2 separate regions of the Pan troglodytes genome follow, and region 1 is linked to region 2. A link is a contact called in public capture Hi-C data. All regions are on one chromosome and are shown on one strand. Each heading gives the region's core, a stretch centred on a gene start, on an enhancer-like site or on the middle of the called end of the contact. The rest is flanking DNA. Distances are from core to core; before and after follow the strand shown. Region 1 has its middle 26 kb from the start of TMEM92. Region 2 overlaps SGCA (sarcoglycan alpha).

The links. Capture Hi-C pulls out chosen DNA fragments and counts their contacts.
Region 1: a capture Hi-C map of stem cell-derived neural stem cells shows a contact between it and region 2, with 7 times the contacts expected there. The contact joins two enhancer-like sites. A contact is called at or near these places in 4 of 7 Hi-C or Micro-C datasets (blood, induced pluripotent stem cells and stem cell-derived neural progenitor cells) and 1 of 1 other capture datasets (stem cell-derived neural stem cells).

Annotation. Positions count from the first base shown.
Region 1 is chr19:63,435,529-63,442,676 of NHGRI_mPanTro3-v2.0_pri, forward strand. No RefSeq gene overlaps it. Among named protein-coding and RNA genes, the nearest start is that of TMEM92, 26 kb to the left of the region's middle. Within about 2 kb of position 5,168, at least 1 of the 24 cell types and tissues checked has an H3K27ac peak or open chromatin away from gene starts, as enhancers often do. A contact at or near this core is called in stem cell-derived neural stem cells, where this site is marked.
Region 2 is chr19:63,316,298-63,323,234 of NHGRI_mPanTro3-v2.0_pri, forward strand. It overlaps SGCA (sarcoglycan alpha), which reads left to right. Exons shown (of 8, transcript XM_054671152.2): 7 at 1,023-1,215; 8 at 1,478-1,696. The coding sequence ends at 1,203. Among named protein-coding and RNA genes, the nearest start is that of H1-9, 5.5 kb to the left of the region's middle. Within about 2 kb of position 4,039, at least 13 of the 24 cell types and tissues checked have an H3K27ac peak or open chromatin away from gene starts, as enhancers often do. A contact at or near this core is called in stem cell-derived neural stem cells, where this site is marked.

The DNA of each region.
Region 1 (7,148 bases), core at 3,918-6,417, 120 kb after region 2:
AAATACAAAAATTAGCTCGGTGTGGTGGCGGGCACCTGTAACCCCAGCTACTCTGGAGGCTGAGGCATGAGAATCGCTCGAACCTGGGAGGTGGAGTTTGCAGTGAGCCAAGATTGTGCCACTGCACTCCAACCTGGGGATAAAGCGAGACTCTGTCTCCAAAATAAATAAATAAAAATGTGTTTAGGCATTATTCTGAGAAGGGGTCCATAGGTTTCACCAGCTTGCCAAGGGAGTCCAGGGCAAAATAAATAAATAAAAATTTTAAAAATTAAGTATTCTTGTAATCTGGGGAGAGGCTCCAGGCATAAGAATATTATGAGGAGGAAATCCACTTTTTTTTTTTTTTCAAGGAAAGCAAGGCTGAAGCAGTAAAAAAGATGCAATTACATGCTGCCTACAAGAGACTCGCTCCACCTTTAAAGAGACACATAGACTGAAAGTTAAGGGATAGAAAAGATATTCCATGCAAATAAAAGCCAAAAGAGGGCAGGAATAGCTAGACTTATAACAGATGAAATCGATTTTAAGTCAAAAATGGTAAAAGGTGACAAGAAGGTCATTATATAATGATAAGAGTCAATTCATCAAGAGGCTATAACAATTGTAAATTATATGCACCCAACATCACATTACCTAGATATATAAGGCAAATATTAATAGATCTTAAGGGAGGGATAGACTAATACAATAATAGCAAAGGACTTTAACACCTCACTTTCAGCAACAGACAGATGGATGGTCCAGGCAGATAATCAATAAGAAAACGTTAGACTGAAACTACACTTTAGACCAAACAGACCTAACAGACAAATACAGAACATTCCATCCGACAGCAGCAGAATGCACATTCTTCTCAAGAGCACATAGAACATTCTCCAGGATAGATTACACGTTAGGCACATGACATGTCTTATCAAATTTAAGATTAATATCATATCAAGTATCTTCTCAACCACAATGGTATGAAGCTAGAAATCAATAACGAGAGAAATTTCGGGAAATTCACAAATATATGGAAATTATACAACATGATCCTGAACCACCAATGGGTTAAAGAAGAAATGCAAAAATATCTTGAGACAAATGAAATGGACCCACAAGATACTAAAACTTATGGGATGCGGCAAAAGCAGTTCTAAGAGAGAAGTTTATAGCTATAAATGCCTATATCACAAAAGAAGAAGGATCACAAATAAACATCGTAACATCACACTTCAAGAAACTAGAAAACTAGAAAATGAAAAACAGGCCAGGCACAGTGGCTCGCGCCTGCAATCATGCCACTACACTCCAGCCCTGGCTACAGAGCACGAGACTCCCTCTCAAAAAAAAGAAAAGAAAAAAACAGTAACAAACGGAAGCAGAAGGAAGTAAATAATAAAGATCAGAGCAGAAATAAAGACTAGAAAAGATCAATGAAACTGAGTTGGTTTTGTTTTCTGTGACAGAGTCTCAAAAAAAAGAGTGCAGTGGTACAATTTCAGCTCACTGCAATCTCCGCCTTCTGGGTTCAAGGGATTTTCCTGCCTCAGCCTCCTAAGTAGCTGGGATTACAGGCACCTGTCACTATGTCCGGCTAATTTTTGTATTTTTAGTAGAGACAAGGTGTCGCCATGCTGGCCAGGCTGGTCTCAAACTCCTGACCTCAAGTGATCTGCCCACCTTGGCCTCTCAAAGTGCTGGGATTACAGGCGTGAGCCACCGGGGCCTGGCCAAGTTGCGTGTTTGAAACAGTAAACAAAATGGACACATTCTAAGCTAGACTAACTAAGGAAAGCAAAAGTGATTTGTCTGGGAGAGGCATTGGTTTGTGCGACCAGACCTCTGCATTATAATGCAGAGGGCCCTGGAAGTCTAAGCATTCCTAAGGAGTTGTGACGAGCCTGTCTTTCCATGTGCCTGCCACCTGTCCTGCCTGGGTCCATCATGTATCTGTCAGCGGACTCACCTTGTGCCTTCACATTCCCGGGGCATGTCTGGGACATCCTGTCACTTAGTCTATGTGTGTCTACATGTGCCATTACATGTTCCCCTCAAAGCTCTGCTGTGTTTCTGTCCAGTGCCTGCCACATGTCCCCCACATGTCAGCTGTATGTTCACATATGAATTCCACGTGTATTTTATTTATCCATGGAGTAATATTGCTGTCATAGGTCCTGCATATTTTGACATGTAACTGTCAAGTTAACTCATGTATCCATTCATTCATTCATTCATTTATTATTGAGTTCCTAGTATGTGGCACTGTTTTAGGCTCTGTGGATACAACAGTGAATAAAACAGAAAAAAATACTGTCTTCACAGAGCCTGCATTCAAGACAATAAATATCATAACAGTAACAATATAGTAGAGGCCAGTAATCCCACACTTTGGGAGGCTAAGGTAGGCAGATTGCTTGAGTTCAGGAGTTTGAGGCCAGCCTAGGCAACCTGGCAAAACCCTGTCTCTACCAAAAATACAAAAAAGTAACCGGGCATGGTGGGGTGCGTCTGCGGTCCCAGCTACTTGGGAGGCTGAGGTGGTACGATCACTTGAACCTGGGAGGTAGAGGTTGCAGTGAGCCGAGATCATGCCACTGCATTCCAGCCTGGATGACAGAGTGAGACTTCTGTCTCAAAACAAAACGAAACAATATAGTAAACATAGAAATAAATTAACAAGCATAATAAACAAATTATATAGTATGTCAGAAGGTGATGAGTGCCACAGAAAAAAATGGGGGAAAACAAGGGAGATCAGAGGTGCGGGAAATATATTACAGTGCCCTTGTGAAAATTTAAAAGAAACAAAAAGAGTAGCAGGCAGAGTGGATACAGTTGTAAACAGGAAGTCAGGGTAGTCCCCTTGAAAAGTTGTCTGAGAGAAGACTTGAAGGCAGTAGATGAAGTGAGCCTTGAAGATATGGAGGAAACGCATCTAGGCAGAGCAACAGCAGGTATGGAAGCCAGAGGCAGCAGCTTGTCTGGTATGTTGGAAGAATGTGGAAGCCAGTGTGGCTGGAGTGGAGTAAATTGTAAGAAGTCAAACAGGGCCTGGTGCGGTGGCTCACACCTGTAATCCCAGCACTTTGGGAGGCTGAGGTGAATGGATTGCTTGAGCCCAGGAGTTCAAGACCAGCTTGGGCAACATAGTGAAACGTCAACTCTACAAAAAATAGAAAAATTAGCCAGTATGGTGGCGTGCACCTGTAGTCCCAGCTACTCAAGAGGCTGAGGTGGGAGGATTGCTTGAACCTAGAAGGCAGAGGTTGCAGTGAGCCAAGAACACACCACCGCACTCCAGCCTGGGCAACAGAGTGAAACCCTGTCCAAAAACAAGTAAATTAAAGAAGACAAACAGGACTTGAATCAGTTTATCTTGGCCTCAATGAATTTCAAGTTTCCAGTTTTCCTCCACCTTTAATATGGTTTAGCATAAACCCGTCTGTGGACGACTGTCCTGGAAACTATTGACCACTGTGGTCTCAGGCCATTTTCAACTACTCTGAGTTTAATCTCAAGAAAAACAAAAACAAACCCATCTCAATGTAAATAGGAGTAGGGCAGCTGGGTCAGAAAATGAAAATTTTCTCCCAGGGGAGGGAGAAGGGTAGGGGAAAGAATTCAGGCTTAGAGTCCCAGCTCTGCCATTTAACAAGCTGAGTGACAGTGGTCACTGTGCCAGCCTCACTGAATCTCTTTCCATGTATGGAAAATGAGGTGAGACCCCCACAGGGATGTGAGCATAGAATGCAAAATAAACATTCAGCCCCCAGCCCAAGTCTGACTCTCAGGACAGCTCAGTCTGCAGCCACTGCCTCCCTTCTTGGGCCTGAATGCCCAGTGTACTTCCCCTTTGACCTTCATTGTCTTGAAACTATACACTTAGCACCTGAGAGTCAGCTCAGGTGGCAGGTAAAATCTTTGCATAGTTTCTGATGTAATTTTTTTTTTTTTGAGACAGAGTCCCGCTATGTCACCAGGCTGGAGTGCAATGGCATGATCTCAGCTTACTGCAACCTCCACCTCCTGGGTTCAAGTGATTCTCCTGCCTCAGCCTCCCGAGTAGCTGGGACTACAGGCGTGCGCCACCAATCCCAGCTAATTTTTGTATTTTTAGTAGAGACAGGGTTTCACCATGTTGGCCAGGGTGGTCTCGATCTCTTGACCTCATTATCCACCCGCCTCAGCCTCTCAAAGTGTTGAGATTACAGGCGTGAGCCACCATGCCTGGCCTCTGATGTATTTTTTATCCTGAATTCTCCCATATAGCATAGGGCTTCAATTCTTGGGGAGAAAAAAGCTGGAGTTGAAATCCTAAAGAAATAAGAATGTGAATCTGAATTGGTATGGTTCATCTTGTAACTGATTTAATGGACACTGGAAACGTTTACAAGTGCCTACCTGTCACCCGGAGTCGGTGGGTGGCCGCCCTCTGGGACTCCTTGTCTTCTGCTGCCATCGCCTGGAGGCAAGAGGGACTGCAGGAACACAGAGGGACAGAGGCCCACAAAGGTGGGAGCAGCAGGGGCTCAGCCCCCTGGGGCAACTAAGGCCACCCTGGGGAGGCCAGTGGCTCACCTCTCATGAAAAGGCAGGTGGAGTGACTTGAAAGGCTGGTTTCCTGGCTGAGCATGGTGGATCACGCCTGTAATCCCAGCACTTTGGGGGACTGAGGTGGGAGGATCGCTTGAGCCCAGTAGTTGACCAGCCTGGGCAACAAAGCAAGCCCCCCATCTCTACTAAAAATTAGCCAGGCATAGTGGTGTGTGCCTTTGATCCTAGCTATGTGAAAGGCTGAGGCAGGAGGATCGCTTGTGTCCAGGAGGTTGAGGTTGCAGAGCTGTGTTTGAGCCACTGCATTCTAGCCTGGGTGACATCGAGACCCTATCTCAAAAAAAAAAAAAAAAGAAAGAAAAGCTGGTTTCCTGGCACATTAGTGGCCAAGAAGGCTCAATGACAAAGCAGGGAGTTTTAACGACTACAGCTCTAGTCTCACCTTCTACAAAAGAGGAAACTAAGAGCCCTGCACTGTGGTGGAGTGTTTTTCCCAAGGCAGAGCTACACTGCTTCCCAAGGCAGGATGTGGCTTAGGGACAAAGTCACATTCGAAGGCAGGCCCCGAGGCCTGATTCCAGGGTTGCTTTATAGCACCGCTCAAAGTGTTGTCCTTGGACCAGCAGCCTCAGGTCAGCTGGGAGCTTGTTAGAAATACAGGATTGCAGACCCCGCTGGCAACCTACGGACACAGACTCCGCACTTTACCAGATCCCCCAGGAAATCCGGACGCCAGTCAGAGCCAGTGCGAGGGACTGGTTTAGAACACACTGCCTCTCAATGTTTTTAGGAGGGCACATGAAGATAGTTTTATTTCCCCAAGTGGAAATCACAGTATTGTTTATTCCTTTTTTTTTTTTTTTTTTTTTTTGAGATGGAGCTCTGTTGCCCAGGGTGGATTGCAGTGGTGCAATCTCTGCTTACTGCAACCTCCACCTCCCAGGTTCAAGGGATTATCTTGCCTCAGCCTCCCAAGCAGCTGGGAATACAGGCACCCGCCACCACACCTGGCCAATTTTTTTTTTTTTTAAGTAGAGACGAGGTTTCACCATGTTGGCCAGGCTGGTCTTGAACTCCTGACCTCAGGTGATTTGCCCACCTCAGCCTCCCAAAGTGCTGGGATTACAGGTGTGAGCCACTGCCCCTGGCCAGCATTGTTTATTCTTGGTTATAGTAGTTCTGCATGCTCACTATAAAAAAATCAGACAATATAGGATAATTTAAAGAAGAAAGCAATAAATATTGTGTTGTGTAAATATCCTTCTGGACATTTTCTATACACACACACTTTTTTTTTTTTTTTAGATGGAGTCTCGCTCTGTTGCCCAGGCTGGAATGCAGTGGGGTGATCTCAGCTCACTGCAACTTCTGCTTCCTGAGTTCAAGCAAGTCTCCTGCCTCACCCTTCCAAGTAGCTGGGATTACAGGCATGCACCACCACACCCGGCTAATTTTTGTATTTTTAGTAGAGACGGGGTTTCTCCATGTTGGCCAGGCTGGTCTTGAACTCCTGACTTCAGATGATCTGCCCACCTTGGCCTCCCAAAGTACTAGGATTACAAGCGTGAGCCACCGTGCCTGGCCCACAACATTTTTACAAAAATCAGATTATGTGTGTATCCTCCATATTGTCTTGTCGCCTTTTCTTTCTCTTCCTTTTTTTTTTTCTGAGACAGGATCTTGCTCTGTTGCCCGGGCTGGAGCGCAGTGGCATGATCACAGCTCACTGCAGATTCAACCTCCTGGGCTCAAGCAATCCTATCTCAGGGTCCTGAGTAGCGGGGACTACCGGGGTGTGTGTGTGTGTACATATATATATTATATGTATACATGTGTGTACATATATATATTATATGTATACATGTGTGTACATATACACACACATATAAATATATATACATATATAGATTGTATATATATATTTTTTTATTTTGTAGAGATGAGGGTCTCACTATGTTGTCTAGGTTAGTCTTGAACCCCTGGGCTCAAGTGATCCTCCCACCTTCACCTCCCAAAGTGATGGGATTTCTGGCATGAGCCACCACACCTGGCCAGCCTTGGATATGATTTCTCTCTTTTTTTTTTTTTTTTTTTTTTGAGACGGAGTCTTTGCTCTGTCGCTCAGGCTGGAGTGCAGTGCTGCAATCTTGTCTCACTGCAGCCTCCGCTCCCTGGGTCAAGTGATTCTCCTGCCTCAGCCTCCTGAGTAGCTGGGATCATAGGTGCACCACAACACGCCTGGCTAATTTGTTTTGTTTGTTTGTTTTGTTTCTGTTTTTGTATTTTTAGTAGAGACTCATGCAACTGCAGCTGCTTGGGTCACTCAGGAGCCCTCATGACCGTCACCCACCCCTTTTCCCTGCCTGGAATTCTCTGCTCACCCACTCCACCCCTCCCTCCACCCTCACCCAGTAATTCCTATCTGCGTTTAGGCTTGGCCTGAAATGTCAGCTCCTGGGGAGGCCTGGGAACACTGAGGCTGGATCCCCTTGGCATTCACTCCTCTAGTGCCCTTTCTTTTCTCCTTTGGAGACATTTATCACAAATTCATGAAGTTTCCACTTGAATAAGAATTTGTTTATGTCTTTCTTGTCCTTGAAAGCAGGGCG
Region 2 (6,937 bases), core at 2,789-5,288:
AGTATCGCTTGAGCCCAGGAGGTAGAGGCTGCAGTGAGCTACGATTGTGCCACTGCACTGAAGTTGGCGACAAAGTGAGACCCCATCTCTTAAAAATAAATAAATAATATAAAAACATAATATAAAGCTCAGCAAACACCGGCTTCTGGAAGAATATTGCCCCTGTGGATGTCTATTCATGTCTCCATATCTTGTGAGCGCTTATCACGTGGTGGGCACTGTTGTAAACACTCAGCCGCATTTTCTCTTTCAATCTTCACAGCAGTCCTAGGAGGTAGGTTTTGTTTTTTTTTTTAAATAGAGATGGGGTTTCACCATGTTGGTCAGGCTGGCCTTGAACTCTTGGCCTCAAGTGATCCACCCGCTTCGGCCTCCCGAAGTGCTGGGATTACAGGTGTGAGCCACTGCGCCCGGCCTGGTGGTAGGTGTTATTATCTCCATTTGGCAGTTGAGCAAACTAAGGCATGGAGTGGTTAAGCAACTTGCCCAAGACACACAGCCTTGAACCCAGGCTGTCTACACCCACAGCCCATGTCTTGACCACTGGGCACTGAGCAGGCACCATAGAGCTTTCTTTTTTTTTTTTTCTTCTTTTTTTTACTTTGAGATGGAGTCTCTTGCGATCTCAGCTCACTGCAACCTCCGCCTCCCAGGTTCAAGTGAATCTCCTGCCTCAGCCTCCTGAGTAGCTGGGATTACAGGTGCCCACCACCACACCTGGCTAATTTTTATTTTTATTTTTTGTAGAAACAGGGTTTCACCGTGTTGGCCAGGCTGGCCTCGAACTCCTGACCTCAAGTGATCTGCCTGCCTTCGCCTCCCAAAGTGCTGGGATTACAGGCGTGAGCCACCATGCCCGGCCCCATAGAGCTTTCTGTTTGTTTTCTGCCCCTGCATCATGTGTTTGAGTCTCTCCCCACATAAGTGGTGGGGAGGACTGCAGGGTGGCTCAGAGGCAGTTCCAGGCTGTACTCCAGGGCAGCTGACTCCCAGAGCTGATGACTCCCCACCTGTGCCTCCAGCATCCAGATGGTCCACCACTGCACCATCCACGGGAACACAGAGGAGCTGCGGCAGATGGCGGCCAGCCGCGAGGTGCCCCGGCCACTCTCCACCCTGCCCATGTTCAATGTGCACACAGGTGAGCGGCTGCCTCCCCGCGTGGACAGCGCCCAGGTGCCCCTCATTCTGGACCAGCACTGACAGCCCAGCCAGGTAGGTCTGGTGGGTGATGCCAGCCTTATTTCTGGGAACAAGATGGCCTTTATCTCAAGGCTGGGGCAAATGGTGGGGTCTGGGAGAGGTCAGGGGAAGAGGCACATAGACTTGTCTGCCCCTCTGAGGCCGCTGCTGGGGGTCCTCACCAGTGCCAGGGCTATGACCCCAATGCCGAGCACTCGCAGTTGGAGTGTCAGGGTGGGGAAGTCAGGAGAACCAGCGTCCGGCCCTCTCAGCCCTCCACTCTCTCTTCCCACAGGGGTTCCAGGTCCAGCCCTGATTTCATCCTCCCTTCTCTGTCCACACCACGAGTGGCACATCCCACCTGCTGATTCCAGCTCCTGGCCCGCCTGGAACCCAGGCTGTAAACAAGCAGGGAGAGGGGGTGGGGTGGGGTGAGAGTGTGTGGGGTAAGGACATTCAGAATAAATATCTGCTGCTCTGCTCACCAATTGCTGCTGGCAGCCTCTCCCATCCTCACTGGCTCTGTTTCCCTTTGTGCTTTCTGGGAGGCCCCATAGGCAGCCAGTGCCTGCCAGCCTGCCCTTTGGACTCTTGGCATTTTGCTGTTTTCTCAAATTCTCTGGAAGAAAGAGGGAAGGACCTGCTATCTGTAGCCCTCCCACGAACCTGGTAGTGAGGTATGCCTGGATCACTATCCCCATTTCACAGACAAGGAAACAGAGACCAAGGGAGAGTCAGTGACTTACCCAAGGTTACAGAACAAGCAAGTGGCAAAGCTTGAATTTGACCCTGGCACTTCTGCCTCCACCCTGCCTTCTACAGGGTTGAGGGGTTCTGGAAGCAGGAAATCCAGACCCTTACCTGTAGATTTCTTTGGCACCTCAAGATTCCCTGGAGGGAGAGTCCCTCTGTCTGTTGTGTTTGGAGAGAAGCCAATCTAGATATGGAGAGCGAGGCCGGGCGTGGTGGCTTACGCCTGTAATCCCAGCACTTTGGGAGGCCAAAACAGGCAGATCACTTGAGGTCAGTAGTTCGAGACCAGTCTGGCCAACATAGTGAAACCCCATCTCTACTAAAAATACAAAAATTAGCCAGGCATGGTGGCACATACCTGTAATCCCTGCTACTCGGGAGGCTGAGGCAGGAGAATCACTTGAACCCAGGAGGTGGAGTTGCAGTGAGCCGAGATCACACCACTGCATTCCAGCCTGGGTGACAGAGCAAAACTCTGTCTCAAAAAAAAAAAAAAAAAAAAAAGATATGGAAAGAGGGAGGTTGGAATGCGGGTCCCGGAATGCTCTAGGCTCAAGGACTACCCCCTGCCTTGCTGAGCTCCTCCAGAGATGGGCAGGGGTGCAGAGGACACAGCACAGCCTGGGACCCTTGTTGGGCTGAGTGGTGCTAGCACAGCTTGACCCCACATGAGCTCGGAAGAGCTCAGCTGGCCATGAGAAGGCCTGAGCCTGTTTTTCCCAGGTGGACACAACCAAATGGGGCCAATTCTGCCCCGATCACTGCCATCTGGCCATATCCAGGCTCATATACTCCCACTCCCACGTGAGGACAGGCCAGGGACTCAGCCTGAGAGGGGCCCGGCTAAAAGAGGGACAGCTGGCAAGGCCCTCCCCTAGTGGCAACTCCGAGAGAACACAGACAAGGGCTGGCATCACCACTCCAGCCTCCTTCTCCTTTTCCTCTGCTGGGAGGCCCTGGCTCCCACATCCACACAACTAGCCCCTCACTGCAGGTTCTGTCTTTGCCCAAAGGGCACCTCCTCAGAGAGGCCTTCCCTGTCCCCGCTGTGGTCCCACTGCGGTCCCACTGCCTGCCCTGCGAGGCCTTCCTGCTCTCTGAGAGGATTTGCGCTGTCTCGGCTCACATATTCCGAGTCCTCTTCCGCACTAGAACATACAATTCTTTCAGCCTGCAGCAGGTGCAGTGCCTGCACACAGTGAGTGCTCAGGAAGGATGTTCTGAAGGAAGGCATGAAAGGACACCATGTGTCTGGGTTTGCTCAGCGTTCTTTCTTTTAGAGCCAGGGTCTCACTACATTGCCCACGCTGGTCCCGAACTCCTGGCCTCAAGTGGTCCTCTTGCCTCAGCCTCCTGAGTAGCTGGGATGACCGCTGTGAGCTACCGTTCCTGTGCTCAGTGTTCTTAAGGAGGTTGCTCCCCTTCTCAGGGCACAGGGGTTGAGCAAGGCCATGGCTAAAGCTTCTTCCATTATCTCCTGAGCCTCCCTGTACCCATTAGTTAGTCAATCAACTCATCAAACACTGGTTTCGTGAGCATCTGCTGAGGCAGGCTGAGGTGTAGTGTACGTGCTTAATAATTGCCTGTTGAATGACTAGCTCTTTAGGTGCCCACGCCATAACCAAACGGGTTCTTTGACTAGCGGGTGCCTCTGGCTTCTCCTTGGCTATTTCTTTCTTTCTCCTGAAGGAAACCAGGAGTTGCGCAGACCGGAGGCTCCAGCAGCCAGCCTGCTGTCTGGGGTGGCTCCTTGATCCCTGCTCCCTTGAGGAAGAGGCTGCCCACCCCTCATCTCTGGGCTCGCCCCCTGCAGCCAGGCAGCTCTTGGGCCTCCTGTGCTCTTCCTGTGCTGGCCAGGGCTGGGAGAGTGCAAGGCCAGCTCCTCACTTCCCGGCTTTGCCTTGGGGTCTTGGCAGCGCCTTTCTCTCTGCTCAGCTCCAAAGAGCACACGGGAGCCTGGCTGCCGGCCTGAGAGGAAGCGGCCCAGACAAGTAGCTGGGAGGATGGCGTGCCTGCAGAAGACGCTGAGCCCTGCCTGGGCACACACGTCCAGAGGCCCCCGGCAGCATGCCGGGAGGGCACAGACATACTTAGCGCCTCCCCACTGGGCAACAGCTCCTCCCTGGCGTGCAAGATTCCAGCCAGCAGTCAAGCTCCACCCCCCACAGCCCAGGACAAAGAAGGGCAGCCGCCCCCACCGCCACCTCCACCGGGAGACTTGGCCCAGCTGCACACTCTGCTCCACCCCTGCCTCCTCCAGTCCCATGATGGCATTGCCCCTGTTACCCAGTGGGTGGCCTCCACCTTCCTTCTAAACACAGCACCCACACGTGGCCTGACGCTCAGACATTCCCTCACCACCTCTCTATCAGCCAGACCTGGTGACTCAAGGCGCCACCTAGGGCCGGCCTCAGCCCCCTGCTGCACGCTGCCCCGGAGCAGGACTGGAATCATGATCCTGCCACACAACAGCTGGCTCAGCCAGCTGAGGGTTAGTTTACTTATAAGATGATCATCATAACCGCCTTGGGGCTGTTGTGAGAATTTGTGGGAACTGGACACTCTGGCAGCTCCCAAGGATGGACACATTATTGCATGCAAGCACACACAATCCCCCAAGGCCAGAGGTCCCTGGGGTCTCCCTGGCCCCTAAGATTCAGGCTAAATGAACTCCATTTCCACCTGCACCTTGTAAAAAGTTCAATCTCTCCCTGTGAATTGGGAGTGGAAGCCTAAATTTGTATGATCTTTGGTACGGAACTGCTGCCTAGAGCTGCACCATCGAGTACAGCAGCCTCAGGCCATGTGGCTAGTGAGCACTTAAGATGTGGCTAGTCCAAACTGAGATGTACCTCAGTGTAATGGTGAAACGATCGGATTTGGGGATACATTAGGTTAAATAAAAGACATTGCTAAAATTAGTTTTACCTGTAGATACTTATTTATTCTTTTGAGATGAGGTCTCATTATGTTGCCCAGGCTGGAGTGCAGTGGCATGATCATAGCTTACTGTTACCTCAAACTCAAGTGATCTTCCTGCCTCAGCCACCAAGTAGCTAGGATTACAGGCACTCACCACCATATCTGGCTAATTTTTACAATTTTTTTTGTAGAGATAGGGTCTCGCTGTGTTGCCCAGGCTGGTCTCAAACTCCTGGCCTCAAGGGATCCTCCTGCATCAGCCTCCCGAGTAGCTAGGACATGCACTACAGCACCAGCCTTTTTATCTTTTTTTTTTTTTTCAGATGGAGTCTTGCTCCATTGCCCAGGCTGGAGTGCAGTGGCGCTATCCTGGCTCACTGCAACCTCCACCTCCCTGGTTCAAGCAATTTCCCTGCCTCAGCCTCCCGAGTAGCTGGGACTACAGGCGCACACCACCAGGCCCAGCTAATTTTTTTTTTGTATTTTTAGTAGAGACAGGATTTCACCATGTTGGCCAGACTGGTCACAAACTCCTGACCTCAGGCAATACGCCCGCCTCGGCCTCCCAAAGTGCTGGGATTACAGGCGTGAGCCACCGCCCCCAGCCCTTTTTATCTTTTTTTAAATGGCTGCTAGATCATGAAAAATTACATCCGCGCCTTGGGTTGTATCTTTATTGGGCTGTGCTGGTTTCATGGCTCTTCCTGTATCTCCATCCCAGATTAACTCACACCCAGAACTCAGCCCCTTTCCCTGCTTTCTACAGAACACCTGCTCTCCTAGGCCTCCGTGAACTCAGCAGCGAAGCCCTGGCATGCGGGCAGAGTTTGCCCCACAGCAGTGAATTCATCCAGAACTTGCACATGTATGTGGCCTCCCTCTCTAAAATGTTTTAGTCCCCATCATGGTTCTCTGTCCCTTCTCATTCAGTACCCCCTTCCCAGTTCCTCCCACTGTCTTTTGCAGAGAAAATCCCACTTTCTCCAGCATTAGCATGTGCCAAACTCACCTCCCTCCTGGCCTTGCCTTGCACATCCTCTGCAAAGGGTTGAAATCTCTGCATGGGGAGGGCCTGCCACCCTCCTGGACAAGAGCCCTCCTGCTTCCAGGATCTTGCCTCCCTGACTATGGACATGCCCACGGCCTGACTTGATACCCTCTGGAGCACACATAGGGGAAGGGGACAGGGAGACTCAGCCTTCCCAGCACCAGGGCTCCCACTGGCTGGGGGACTTCAGGAGAGTGGTCTCCTCCCACACCGAGCCCCCACTAATTTTTCCCACACTCCTCTCTGCTCCCCCGCCCCATTCATCCATATCACACAGACAGACCCTCCTATGCCCTCTGTCATGCCCCTGTACACATATGTCCCAAATGCCACAGTCCATGCGTTCTCACAGTTCACACAGGGTTGCTTTCACTGCCAAACGTGTGGGGAAGCTGCCCTCATCATGCACAGATGCCCGCCCACCCCAACCCACACACGTACATGTGTATAGGCCCCTGTGAACACAGATACATTTATTTGTGCACAGGTAGGTGGGCACAGACAGTGAGACACATTCTCATCACCAGGCACCCCCAGGAGACAGAGACCCCTTGGTGGCACTCACCTTGCTCCCTCAGACGCCATCGCAGGCCTCCTCGTGTGGACGCTGGGCTTGACGGCAGCCTCGCATTCTCTCCCACGCGGCCCACGCTCACGCCTGCTCCACACACAGTCTCCTCACCCCAGCCGGCAAGCTTTCTTGCAACCCCTCTCCTCCTCCACCCACCCAGCTCTGTCATTGGAGAAAGTCTGGGAAGCTGAGAGTTAAGGTGCTGGGAAAAAAAAAAAAAAAAAAAGGAGGGAAAAATCTACCGTATTCCGGTGATAGAAAATCCTGCCAGGAGATGGGGCTTAGGTCCCAAAAGGGACCCAGGATTCTGAGATTGCAGCAGAAATTAAAAATCCAAATGAAGCCTCCTCCCTTTCTAAAATTTTCCATCTGGGCTTGACTGAAAAATCAGCCAAAAATCAGGAGCCTGGTCCTTCTCACAGAGAAGACAAAGGTGAGTCTGACAGAGCGGCAGGCTCTGT